Regions from separate parts of the Mus musculus genome. Here regions 2, 3 and 4 are each linked to region 1. Evidence: chromatin contacts called from public HiCAR-type, HiChIP or PLAC-seq and promoter capture Hi-C data. All regions are on one chromosome and are shown on one strand. The core of a region is the stretch at or near the end of the contact, and the rest is flanking DNA. Distances in the headings are between cores, read along the strand shown.

The links. Promoter capture Hi-C pulls out the DNA fragments that hold promoters and counts their contacts. HiCAR-type assays count read pairs that join an accessible place to other places. HiChIP or PLAC-seq counts read pairs in DNA pulled down with a chosen protein or histone mark.
Region 2: a contact with region 1 is called in a promoter capture Hi-C map of embryonic stem cells, with 4 times the contacts expected there. The contact joins the promoter of Adgrf3 here to the promoter of Nom1 in region 1. A contact is called at or near these places in 4 of 39 promoter capture datasets (the 3T3-L1 cell line, the C10 cell line, the SN4741 cell line and 1 more).
Region 3: a contact with region 1 is called in a HiCAR-type map of astrocytes, with 2.9 times the contacts expected there. The contact joins the promoter of Garem2 here to the promoter of Nom1 in region 1. A contact is called at or near these places in 8 of 39 promoter capture datasets (the 3T3-L1 cell line, the HPC-7 cell line, the SN4741 cell line and 4 more), 3 of 115 datasets of contacts at active chromatin or transcription factors (astrocytes, bone marrow-derived macrophages and large pre-B cells) and 1 of 9 other capture datasets (liver).
Region 4: an H3K4me3 HiChIP or PLAC-seq map of the 230-238 cell line shows a contact between it and region 1, with 14 read pairs. The contact joins the promoter of Tyms here to the promoter of Nom1 in region 1. A contact is called at or near these places in 1 of 39 promoter capture datasets (embryonic stem cells) and 3 of 115 datasets of contacts at active chromatin or transcription factors (the 230-238 cell line and embryonic stem cells).

The regions. Positions count from the first base shown.
Region 1 is chr5:29,433,208-29,436,166 of GRCm38.p6, reverse strand. Nom1 (nucleolar protein with MIF4G domain 1) reads right to left here and starts at 1,500. Exons shown (of 11, transcript NM_001033457.2): 1 at 524-1,500; 2 at 110-237. The coding sequence starts at 1,489.
Region 2 is chr5:30,204,128-30,207,086 of GRCm38.p6, reverse strand. It overlaps Adgrf3 (adhesion G protein-coupled receptor F3), which reads left to right and starts at 1,365. Exons shown (of 14, transcript NM_001014394.2): 1 at 1,365-1,471; 2 at 2,686-2,746. The coding sequence starts at 1,382.
Region 3 is chr5:30,103,634-30,106,592 of GRCm38.p6, reverse strand. Garem2 (GRB2 associated regulator of MAPK1 subtype 2) reads right to left here and starts at 1,397. Exons shown (of 6, transcript NM_001167879.1): 1 at 1,190-1,397. The coding sequence starts at 1,301. 3110082J24Rik (RIKEN cDNA 3110082J24 gene) reads left to right here and starts at 507. Exons shown (of 3, transcript NM_001256263.1): 1 at 507-586; 2 at 1,179-1,530; 3 at 2,675-2,959. The coding sequence starts at 1,234. The coding sequence ends at 2,704.
Region 4 is chr5:30,072,110-30,075,068 of GRCm38.p6, reverse strand. It overlaps Tyms (thymidylate synthase), which reads left to right and starts at 1,444. Exons shown (of 7, transcript NM_021288.4): 1 at 1,444-1,708. The coding sequence starts at 1,522.

The DNA.
Region 1 (2,959 bases), core at 251-2,750:
TCAACCAAGAACAAGGATCCAAAACACTGTATAGTCCTAGCCTCCATCATTGGCTTTTCAGATAGTTTCTACAACTAAGTGATAGTGTGTCATATTTCTGTAAGGTTACCTGTTAATTAGGCCTTTAACATGTTTCTTGAGCCTGTCTAGCTCTTCTTTCTTGTGGACATCTATTACCTCCTCGTTCCTCAGCCGAGGAGGGATGTACTTTTCACCACTTTCAACAGAGTGACTCTCCTTGAAAACAGGAATAAAATTGTAAACAAAAATGTACAGTGGAAAATCCGGTATCTTTTGTTGTTGTTGTTGTTACTTACTCCAAACACTAACCCCATGAGAACTTGGAGCAGGGTACTGCTATTTAACGAAGTGAAGCTCTATGATTGCCTAGAATGGCCTGGGTCAGCCTGTCCCTCAGCAGGCTGTGGCTGCTACTGTGTTAGTGCAAATACTGTTCTGTACTCTGCCCCTCACTCCGTTTGGAATGACAGCCCAGAGGGCCTACAGGCTGTTCGTGACATACCTGCTGTTCTATGTCATCTTCCGAAGAGCTTCTGCTCTTTTCTACAACTTCTGCAAAACGCACTTTCTTAGTCCCTTTATTTCCCCGAGTCCCACTTTCTGCTTCTCCTCTCCTTTTCGAGTTTACATCTTCCTGATCCTCCTGCAGCACTTGCCAGTCTGGGTCCTCCTCACTTTCTTTAGAATTGCTCTCTAGGTCACTCTCCAAGACTGTCTGTCCAGTCTCCAACTTTTCTTCCTCCTCTTCCTCGCTGCTTTCGTACAGGCCGCCGCCGCTCCCACATTCCAGGGCCCCCAGGATGTAGTCCAGACCGTCGCGCGCGAAGCTGAGCGGCACCGAGCTACCATCGCCCTTCTTCTTACGCTTGTGGAGGCCGAGGCACCGTTCCAGCTTTCGGATCTCTCGGTCCTCCTCCTCGTTGGCCGCTAGAAGTGCCCGCTTCCGGGCGGTGGCGGTGGCGGGACCAGGCTTTCCAGGAGCACCTTTAGCCTTGGCCTTCGGCTGGGCCGCCGAGGCCTTGGTGTTAGTGGAGGGGGCACTGGCCTTGGCAGGGGTTGCTGTGGCCTTGGCGGGCGTCGGTCTCACCTCAGTGGGCGGTCGTCGAGTCTCCGGGCCATCGTTAAGGCCGACATTCCCCCCTTGGTCCCCTGACCCGGAGCCTACTGTCCTCTGCAGGCGCCGCGCTTTCCTCAGGTGTCGCTTCTCCTTACGAAGCTCCTTGCGGCTCTTTCGGCCGCCGGGCCGGGAGCGCGCCACAGCGCTGCGGCTCTCGCAGGCTTCGCTCTCGGAGGTAGTCCGCACGAAGTCTTCCACGGCCAGCCGCAGCCGTTTCAGGGGACCCTCCCTGCCGCCCAGACCGCGGCGGACGCCGCTACGTTTCAAGAGAGCATGTGCCATTGCTCTACACCACAACTCACAAGCCCCATGCCTATAGACGCCGTTAACTTCCGGGACGTTCCGCGGCATCACTTCCGGAAGGGGCGGGACTTCCGGAAGCGCGCTTCAATGGACTAAAAAGGACGGTGGGAGGTTTCCTCTGCTGGTAGGAGGGTACCAGGTCACAGACACTAGTAGAGTCCTTTAAAATCTGAAGCTCTTGTACTTTGTTTTGGGAAGCACTGAGAAAACCTAGGTATGGCTGTAGCATAAATTTTCACACATCCTTGCATTTTCTTGCGTGCGTGTGTACCCATGAGAAGGCAGTCAATTCTGTTTCTCTGTGTGTTTTTGGTTTTTTTTTTTTTTCTTTTTCTTTTCCTTTTCCTTTTCCTTTTCCTTTTCCTTTTCCTTTTCCTTTGAGATAGTTTCACAGTGGGTACCAAGATGGATGTCTGGCATAAAAATGGAGTTTCTTTAGCCATCACATAGAAATGGTGGCTGAACAGAGCCCGAGAGATTCAGCAAACATTGTTCCTCCACTTTCTGCTTTAGTTCTTACCTCCAGGTTCCTGCTTTGAGTTCTTGTCCTGATTTCCCTCAAAGGTGGACTTGATGTGAAAGTCTAAACTAAATAAACCTTTCTTCCTTAGTTGCTTTTTGGCCTTAGTGCTTATCACAATTACAAATGTTGTGCCCTGAGTCCACGGGAAATCCAGATGAGCTCAAGAATTGCAAAGTCCACTGCAACTCGAAAGAGTCTTTTATTGTTTAAAGTTTGAACTCAGCTCTCCTGCCTCACACTCACTACGTGAATGCTGGCAAACGACCCTGAGTCCAGAAAACACTGGGTTTATATACAGTTTAGTTTAGGAATCCCTACAGAAAAGGGGATTAGAGGGCTGTAATCATTTGGTGGATTGGTAGTGTATCGGGAAGGGGGAGTGTTAATGGGTGTCTGTTCAGGGACTAATTTTATGGCCAGTTGTAACTGTCTGTGACCTGACCTCTGTTTACCTTTTTTCCATGGTCTCCCTTGAGCTTGTTATTTCTCTAAGGTCTCAAAGACAGGCATCTGGAGTTCTGCTGCTTATCAGCAGGAGTGTTGATTTTTGGAGACACAAAGGAGGATGTCTCCTCAGAATGTCTTCATTAAGGGGAGTTTTATGGGTAGTACCATTCTAACGCCAGGGGAAGGGGAAGGAGCCCCGACTGCTGCAGGAGGACACAGCACAGAAACCAGTTGTCTGCATATTGTGCTTGCCCCAGGATAGAGGGAGGATGGGAGCTTCTGGGGGAGGGCAGGGAATGCAGAGGCAAACTGTCTGTACACAACACTGACATCTCTCTAGTATCACTAATTCGGGGGTTACAACACAGAAAGCAAGCTATTGTGATTACTTTCATTGTCAGTCTGACTGGATTTACAATAACCTGAGACACCGAGGCTCCTTTTTAGTTTGTCCATGGGGCATATCTAGCTGGTTAACAGATAGAAAAATACCCATCCCCGATGTGCTTTCATTAATTATCTCATGGGCAGGGTCCAGATGAAATGAA
Region 2 (2,959 bases), core at 116-2,615, 770 kb before region 1:
TTTCTATTTGTTACAAAACCCTGCCTGCCAGTTGTGGTGGCACACACCTTTAATCCCAGCACTGGGGAGGCAGAGGCAAATGGATCTCTGAGTTTGAGGCCAGTCCAATCTACACAGTGAGTTCTAGGACATTCAGGGCTACACAGAGAAACCTTGTCTTGTAAAACAAATCAAAACAAAAAATTACCCTGAAAGACCCTCGAGGGGAGACCCTCACTCAGACACTCAAGTCCCGGGACAGCCGCGTACCCAAGAAGACACTGAGACCATACATAAAATGTAGAAGGCAAGATTTAATAAGGCAGCAACATGAAAGCACACAGACCAGAGCTCTGGGGTCGAAATAAAGCAGCAACATGGAAGCACACAGAGCTCTGGGGTCGAAACTCATACACCTTAGCACAGGGTAGAGGAGTCTCGACGGTCAGCCAGAATTTTTCACAGGCTTATATAGTAAAACTCAAAGGGGGAGAACTGGGCAGGGAAAGTACAAGTTTACATCACTAGGGAGTTCTGCCAAGGGACAAGGGGTTCTGCCAAAGGATTCTACGTAACTAAGGAGTCATGTCCTATCAAGGAACCTACGTAACTAAGGAGTACCTGGTTCATTTTGAGGTTGTTCCAGGAGGCCTTTATCTCAAAAATGTTTTTGGAACAGTTTTTAGTTGGGAGGGTTCAAACTTTAGGGTGAGGAGTTTTGGGGTGAAAAGTTTAGGAGTGTTCTGGGAACAATCTCTAGATGGGAGGGGGTGGGCTCCGAGGTAAAAAATTCATGTTCTCACAAGAGGCCAGTAATTTTCTATTCTTCAACCCAGCCTGAGGTATTCTGACATACAAATACAGGGGACGGATTCAAGGTGTTTGATGGAACAAGAGCTGGCTTTCTTGTACCATGTGTGTTCCAGGGACCAGTTCAGGCTGTGGAGTTTGGCGGCAAGCTCCTTTACCCTCTGAGGCATCTTGCTGCCCCCTTTATAGTCTTTTCTAACCTTGGTTCAGTTTTGAAGGTCTAGCTTCCTGGAGGCATTCCAAAATGATCCAAGTTTCCTAGGCCCTGGGGACCATGCCTGAACCTGCCTCTGTGACCTGTTGTTTTTTGTGACGTGGTACCTGTGTCCCCTCCGCCTGCCCAGGAGAACCAAGGCACACTCCTCTCACAGAATCATGTGGGGGTCCAGGTGGCCCCAGTGACCTGGAAGCATATCTGCCCGAATCACAGGCTGTGACACTTGCTCTGTCAACTCACCTTGGCTCCCTCTGATCTTTCCTCCCTTCCTTCAGTAATAGCCCTGCCAGCTGGGGCGGGGGGTGGGGGGGGGTGGGGGGAGGAAATTTGCATCCTGGAACAGCCGGAGGGCTTTAGGGACTGCTGCGTTGAGCCATGTCCTCTCTAGCTCTCTCCCAGCTGCTCCTGGCCGTGACTCTTCCCCTGCTGGAGTTGGAGCCAACATTTGTCCCCACAGCCCAATCAGTAAGTACTGGGGTGAGTGAGGACCCTGGGGAGACCTGCAGAGGCCACAGTCAGAGCCACAGGTTGTGAGGAACCACAGGGTGTAGGATGAAAGGTGGAAGGAAGGGACCAGCTTGCCCCCAAGAAGGCAATCTTCCTGCCCAGGGTGAGGGGACACTTCCATAGCTTTACCTGAGTCCCCATGACACCCTACGACACCTGCTGCTCTTTTGGCTACCAACTTACAATGAAATGAGAAGAAAACCTTTGCAGATGTAGAAGCTTATTAGCATAGACGATGGGAAAGAGTCTGAGGAGAAGCGTGGAGCCTAGGCTTGCATTTTATTATCTATTTATCTACAGCTCCTAATCTACTGCAATCCCCAGATCTAAATATCCCTATCTGTAGCTTCCTCTGTGGCATGTCTTATCTATAGCCTATCCTTGCCTGCACCTGTTTGTTTGTTTGTGTTATATCCTCCTAGTTTTCATGTACTTCCTTGTTTTTATTTTCTGTGTGGATCTTCTGTGTTGCCCAGGCTGCTCTTGAACCCTTGCACTTAAGTAAGGGATACTCCTGCCCCATTATCTTAAGTAAGGGATACCCCTGCCCCATTATCTTAAGCACTGGGATTATTGTACAGGCTTGAACCACCATGTCTGGCTTCCTTCTGGTTTTATTATTTATATTTTGGGGTGATTGTTGTTAGTTAGTTTGTTTGTTTTTTAAATAAAGGTTCACTCTGTTGCCCAGGCTGTCCTTGTACTTGCTACAGTCTTCCTGCTTCAGTCTCCTGGGTGCTGAGATTGCAAGTGTGAGCTGCCATCTGGTTTTAGATGCATACACACATGGGATTTTGAGAGGAAAACATGGGTTAATTTGCAGGACCCTGACTCCTTGTTGGAGCTCTGGACCCAGCCATTTCAATTAGCCTAGAGGCCCAGGGACAGGTCAATTCAGGAAGGAGCTAAACAAAGCATGTTGACTTCCAGGGTGTGCCTGGTTCCTGGTTTCAGGTGAGGCTGCTGGCCCTGGCAGGGTCCCTGGAATTGTGCCCCTGTCCCCGTTTCTGAACATCCTTTTCTCCCTCCAGATACTTACATTTGACCTCTGGCCTAAAGAAGAACTTCTAAGAGACCAAGTCACACCAGAGTAGCCAGGCTGCCCCTGAGGGTACCCTGGCAGGAACTTGAGACCAGCCTCTCTCCTCAGAGTCTCCTCTATCTCTTTCCAGGAGCTCAGTCCATATGGAGGGAAATCTGGGCAGCAACTGAACCAGTACAGTGGAGAAGGGGGTGAGTGGAAGGACTGGGGGGCAGGGGTATCAAGAAAGGGGAAAGGAGCCGGGCTTGGTGGTGCACGCCTTTAATCCCAGCACTTGGGAGGCAGAAGCAGGCGGATTTCTGAGTTTGAGGCCAGCCTGGTCTATAAACTGAGCTCCAGGACAGCCAAGGCTATACAGAGAAACCCTGTCTCGAAAAAAACCAAAAAAAAAAAAAAAAACAAAA
Region 3 (2,959 bases), core at 148-2,647, 670 kb before region 1:
AATGGGGCGCACAGGTGTCAGGGAAGCACAGAGAAGTCCTAGCCATAAAGAAGCGCTCAGAAAAGAACTCAAAGAAAAGGGTGTCAAAGAGATGCGTGGGAAGTGAGCAGGAAGAACCTAGGGCAGAATTTCCTATTCACAAGCAGACACAGTCCAGCTGCAAGCGCAGTCCTGGGATCTCACGCTGAGCAGTGAGTGAGGTCCCACCAGAGTTAGACTGCCAGGTATTCCACCTAAAGGACCGGGACACACTGAAGTCCCACTGAGCCTGCTTCGGCCCGCCTGGTGCTCACTGTGCCCAGTTCTTGCTGTTGCGGGTCTGAGGAGGGGCTGCCAGTCCAAGAACAGCACAGGAGTCCCATTAGCATTCAGGGAAGCGAGTGTGCCAACGCGGGCCAAACCCCTATTCTTCTCACACACAAAACCCCCAGCCTGGCTGCCAGCCCCGGCTCCCGCCCCTCCCCCAACCAAACAGCTCCCCTTTCCCCCAACACTACAGTCCTCTTGCTCTGTGCAGCCTTCAGGCTCTCCTATATTCGGTCCCATCATCGGAACACCCGCACCTGCTGGCGAAATAGGACGAGAGGTGGGGGAGGGCCGGGGGTCCTCTGCTGAGATAGGGAAGGGTGTGTGTGTGTGGGAGGGGGGTGCCTGGTGGCCGGCCCGCTCACTCAGGCCTCTCCGGAGGATAGTCTGCCCGTTGCCAAAAGACCTCAGGATGTCAAAGGACGGTTCAGGAAAGGTCCCAAAAAGGGACTAGCGGGGATGGTAGGGAAAGACCTATCGTGGTCCAAGAGATGCGGTACGATGAAGGTGAGAGGCTGGAAGACAAAGGGATCAAGGGGGTGCGGCCTGGGCAGGGGCCGATAGGCGCCGGGAAAGCGGGGTGCACCGACAGAGCGGCCCACAGACTCAGCATCGCTACTGGCTCCAGGGGGACTGAAAACTTTGTTGCAACCCTGCGGCCAGTTACTAACCCTGTGGGGGGTCGGAGGGGCCCAGAAGCGGCTCCCAGACTTGGGGGCTCCGGTTGTGCCAGGAGCAGCCCCAGAAGACAAGCAAAGCCCCCCATCAACGGGGACAGGGAGGGTAGTGACTGAATGCGCCTGTAAGTCCTGCCAGCTCCAACAGAGCGAAGCCCCGACTTTTCGCATCCTCCGCCTCCGTCTCCCCTCTAGACACCGGGTACCTGGTCCGAGGCAGGCGAGCGTGGGCAGGCGGCAGCGGCTGACGATGAGGTCCAGCGGGAAAGCGCCCATGCTCCAGCGCAGCCCGGCCAGCCCGGCCGCCAGCTTCTCCATGGCATGGGCGCTCCCCGGGGTTCGCCGTCCCGGGACCCCGACGGCCAGTCCCGCGCAGCTCGGGCTGCGCGCCCACCACCTCCTCCTGGGCCGAAGCGGCGCTCCCCGCCTGGCAGCCCAGCTGAGCCTCGGGAGTCACGTGGCCAGCCTCCTTCCACGGGGCATCAGCCCCCACCCCCATCCCCGCCCCGCGCCCCGCCCGCCGGGCCCGCACCCCCGGAGCGCCCAGGTGACAGGGTGCTCGGGGTGGAGATGGTTAGGGAAAAGAGAACAGGTCCGATGGGACTCTGGCCGGGTGGGTGTCCGAGGTTTTCCCCTCGTGCCAAGGCCTCGCGGAGTCCGGACTCAGGATTGCTGCGTTGCTCACATCCGCTACTCCAAGCTCAGCGGCGGGGATGCTCAGACTGGGGAGGAGCAAAGAGGGCAGGCGGCACTTGGAGTTTGAATCTAAGTAGTGTTGGAATCCTGTAAGAGCACTTTCCGAAACCCCGCTCCACCCCCCCCACGCCCTCCCCCTCCCCCCAATCTGCTCTGTAGATGGGAAAACAGATTCAAACCTGAACGATTGGGGTCAGTGGCAGCACTCTTTTTTTTTTTTTTTTTTTTTTTTTTAAACCGTCTCTTTCTTTTCTGTTCTTTCTACCAACTTTCATATCCCCTCCTGTCTGAAGCTCTCGAGTTCTTAGAGGAGAAGCCTTTCCCAGAAACTTTGCTGGCCTTGCTCTCGCACCCATCTGGAGGCTCACTTCGCTTCAGTGTGTCTGCGGCGCCCTCTGCAGGTGCAGGCCGGTCGTGGCTGAGTGCTCTTCAAGAAGGACCTTGGTCCCTAGTCTGGTCCTTAAAAGTATGGACTCTATTCAGTCTTGGCCTCCATGCCCTCAGGAGACTTCAACACGTGTACACACAAACCCTTTCATCTGATGCGCCTGAACCCGTCTTTTTGTATGTAGTCTAGGTTGGTCTTCCCACCCTCCTGCCTTAACCTCCTGGAGTACTACAGGCCAGGCATTACAGCCTTGAGCCATGGCGCCAAGAGCGTTTTTTCCCTTTTCTTTTTCCATACTCAGGGCCTGCCACGTGTGCTCCTCCAGCCCTTCTCTTGTTTTCGGTTTTCAGACAAGGCTCAAGAAGCTGCCCGGGCTGACCTTGAACTTCTTTCTAGCATAGCCACATCATTGAATTTCCCTTCCTTCTGCCTCAGTACCCCAAGCAGTATTTAATGGGCGTGGGGGCAGATGAAGGATGGAGCCGTGAAAGAGATGAGTGAATGAAAGTTCACTTTCCCACCTGGTAGGGAAGAGGGTCTCTCTTGAATAGTGTGACCACATGTTGTGTAATAGTTTCCTCTGAAGTTGAAACATTTTATCCTGCAGGCAAGCTTCTTAAGAAAGAAGATAAACTAAAGGAGCCTCAGGAAGTCCCTGAAACTCATCAGATTCTTTAGGACCAGCTCCAAAGCCATGCAACAAAGAAGACTCTGAGACCAGATCAGCAAGACCTGGAAGAAGCAGAAGCCTACCGAGCTACCTTGAAGAGGCTTAGACCAACTGAGCCACCTTGGAAGGGCACTCTCCCACCTGTTGAGCAGTGCAGTGTATTCCAGATTCCCAGCTTCGTGAGCCGGGGTGGGCTTTAGTAATGCAGCTGTCTTCGAATCA
Region 4 (2,959 bases), core at 195-2,694, 640 kb before region 1:
ATAGTGGGAGACTTCAACATCCCACTCTGGCCAATGGACAGAACTTAGAAACAGAAACTAAACAGAGACACATGGACACTAACAGAAGTTATGAAACAAATGGATTTAACAGATAGCTACAGAACATTTTATCCTAAAACAAAGAATATACCTTCTTCTCAGCACCTCATGGTCCCTCCTCCAAAATTGACCACATAATTGGTCACAAAACAGGCCTCAACAGATACAAAAATATTGAAATTATCCCATGCATCCTATCAGATCACCACAGACTAAGGCTGATCTTCAATAACAGCATAAATTACAGAAAGCCAAAGTTCACGTGGAAACTGAACAACACTCTACTCAATGATATCTTGGTTAAGGAAGAAATAAAGAAATTAAAGACTTTTTAGAGTTTAAAGAAAATGAAGCCACAACATACCCAAACATACGAGAACAATGAAAGCACTCCTAAGAGGAAAACTCAGCTCTGAGTTCCTCAAAAAGAAACTAGAGAGAGCACACACTAGCAGCCTGACAGCACACCTATAAGTTCTAGAACTAAAGGAAGCAAATTCACCCAAGAGAAGTAGATAGCAGGAAATAATCAAATTTAGGGTGGAAATCAACCAAGTGGAAACAAAAAGAACTATTCAAAGAATCAATCAAACCAGGTGCTGGTTCTTTGAGAAAATCAACAAGATAGATAAACCCTTAGCCAGGCTAACTAGAGGGCAAAGGAACAACATCCTAATTAACAAAATCTGAAATGAAAAAGGAGACATAACAACAGAACCAGCGGAAATCCAAAACATCACCAGATTGTATTACAAAAAGCTATAGTCAACACAACTGGAAAACATGGATGAAATGGACAATTTCCTAGACGGATACCAGGTTCCAAAGTTAAATCAGGATCAGATTAATGATCTTAACAGTCCCATTTCCCCTAAAAAAGTAGAAGCAGTCACTAATAGTCTCCCAAACAAAAAAAGCCCAGGACTTAGCACAGAGTTCTATCAGGCCTTCAAAAAGACTTAATTCCAATTCTCAAACTATCCCACAAAACAGAAACAGAAGGTCCTCTACCCAATTCATTCTATGAAGCCAAAATTACTGTGGTTCCCAAACTACATAAAGATCCAAGTACAAGTATCGTATAAGCCAAAGGCTCTTTTTGAGACTGGGTCTCAAGTACCTAGGCTGGCCTTGAACTTGCTATGAAGTGAAGGCTTGCCTTAAACTCCAGATCCTCTAGCCGACTCAATCTCCCAGGAGCTGGGATTTAATGGCATGCATCCCCACACCCTGATCCTATAGGCTCTTAATGCCATAATAGGGTAAATACAGATTTGAGAAAGTGGGCAGGTGTTTGCCTTGCAAGCTGTAACCACTTCTGTCACGTGGGGGCGGGGTCTGCCACGGATTCTGGCGGCCGGAAGTTTCCCAGCAGGAAGAGGCGGGCTGGTGTTGGAGGAAAAGAGCGCCAGGAAGGTCCTGGTTTTGTCGCTGACTACACTGCTGCCAGACTGCTCCGTTATGCTGGTGGTTGGCTCCGAGCTGCAGTCCGATGCTCAGCAGCTGAGCGCGGAAGCCCCACGGCATGGAGAACTCCAGTACCTGAGGCAGGTGGAGCACATTTTGCGCTGCGGCTTCAAGAAGGAGGACCGCACGGGCACTGGCACCCTGTCGGTGTTCGGCATGCAGGCACGATACAGCCTGAGAGGTAACTGGGGCTGGTCTGCATTAGCGGGAGGACGTCCGGCAGGCAAGCTGGGCACGCGGAGACGCCGGGCGAGCGTTCTTGGATAGCCCTAACCCGGGCTCTGAGGTTCTAGGAGTCCTAAACTTCCCGTGCGCGACCCAGGTGACAACTACTTCAAGTAAACCAGGTTCTGAAGGTCTGCCTTTGACCTTAGTCCCTGTTAAACCTTTTCTCCCGAATCCAGTTTCAACCAGTTGTGCGGCCCAGAGGGAGGGAGTGGGAAGAAACCTGCGGGAGCTTGTCCAAATCCTGCTCTGAGGTCTTGACTTTGCTCCTCTTCTTCCTCCCCTTATCTCCTGCTCCCCTTTGCTGCTGCTTTTAAAATTGGAGCGAAAATGGCTTGGGCGGTGCTACGGCTGCGCGGGAAAGGGGGAGACCCGGGCCTTAGGCGGGAACTGTGGGGTTTTTCCTTCCAACAGCCTTGGCTTTTATATTTTATTTTATTTTATTTTATTTTATTTTATTTTTGGTTTTTCGAGACACAGTTTCTCTGTGTAGCCCTGGCTGTCCTGGAACTCACTTTGTAGACCAGGCTGGCCTCGAACTCAGAAATCCGCCTGCCTCTGCCTCCCAAGTGCTGCAGCCTTGGCTTTTAAAGAGTAACAAGAGGCTGTTGAGGAGCAAAGGATGGAATCAACCACAGGGCCTGGAAGGGCACAGAACCTCCTAGGTGTTGGCTGAGGATGGGGGTGCTAATGGTGGCATTCAGGAAACATGAAGAGCAACCTGACACTGGAGTAGAGAGTAGCTTTGAGTGGGGATATGGCCGCTCTTAGGACATTTGCTTAGTCTCAAACATTTTCTGGAGCTGTAAACTACAGCTTCTACTGCACAGATTGGTCCAGCCTAAAGGACCTCCCAAGAATTGTGGACCCTGATGAACCACAGACCTTTTAATTCACGTCCTCTGCTTAGACTGTGGACAGGTTTTTTTTTTTTTTTTTTTTTTTTTTTAAAGTATAGTTGTGTTTTGTTTTTGTCCTTTACCTCTCTAGTGTTCATTCAGCTTTTCGATGATGTTAAAGCTGGAAGTAGTGCTCTGGTTGCAAAACCTTCACTCAGACTACACCACTAACCTGAGCATTTTCACTTTGCCTTGTGGGTTGCCTCACCTGCACCACCCCTTTGCCTCTTAAGCTGTGGACACTTGTGCATTTCCTTTGGGTACCTGCGAAGTGGAGGTCACAAAGTTCCCTGATAGCCATTCCGAGG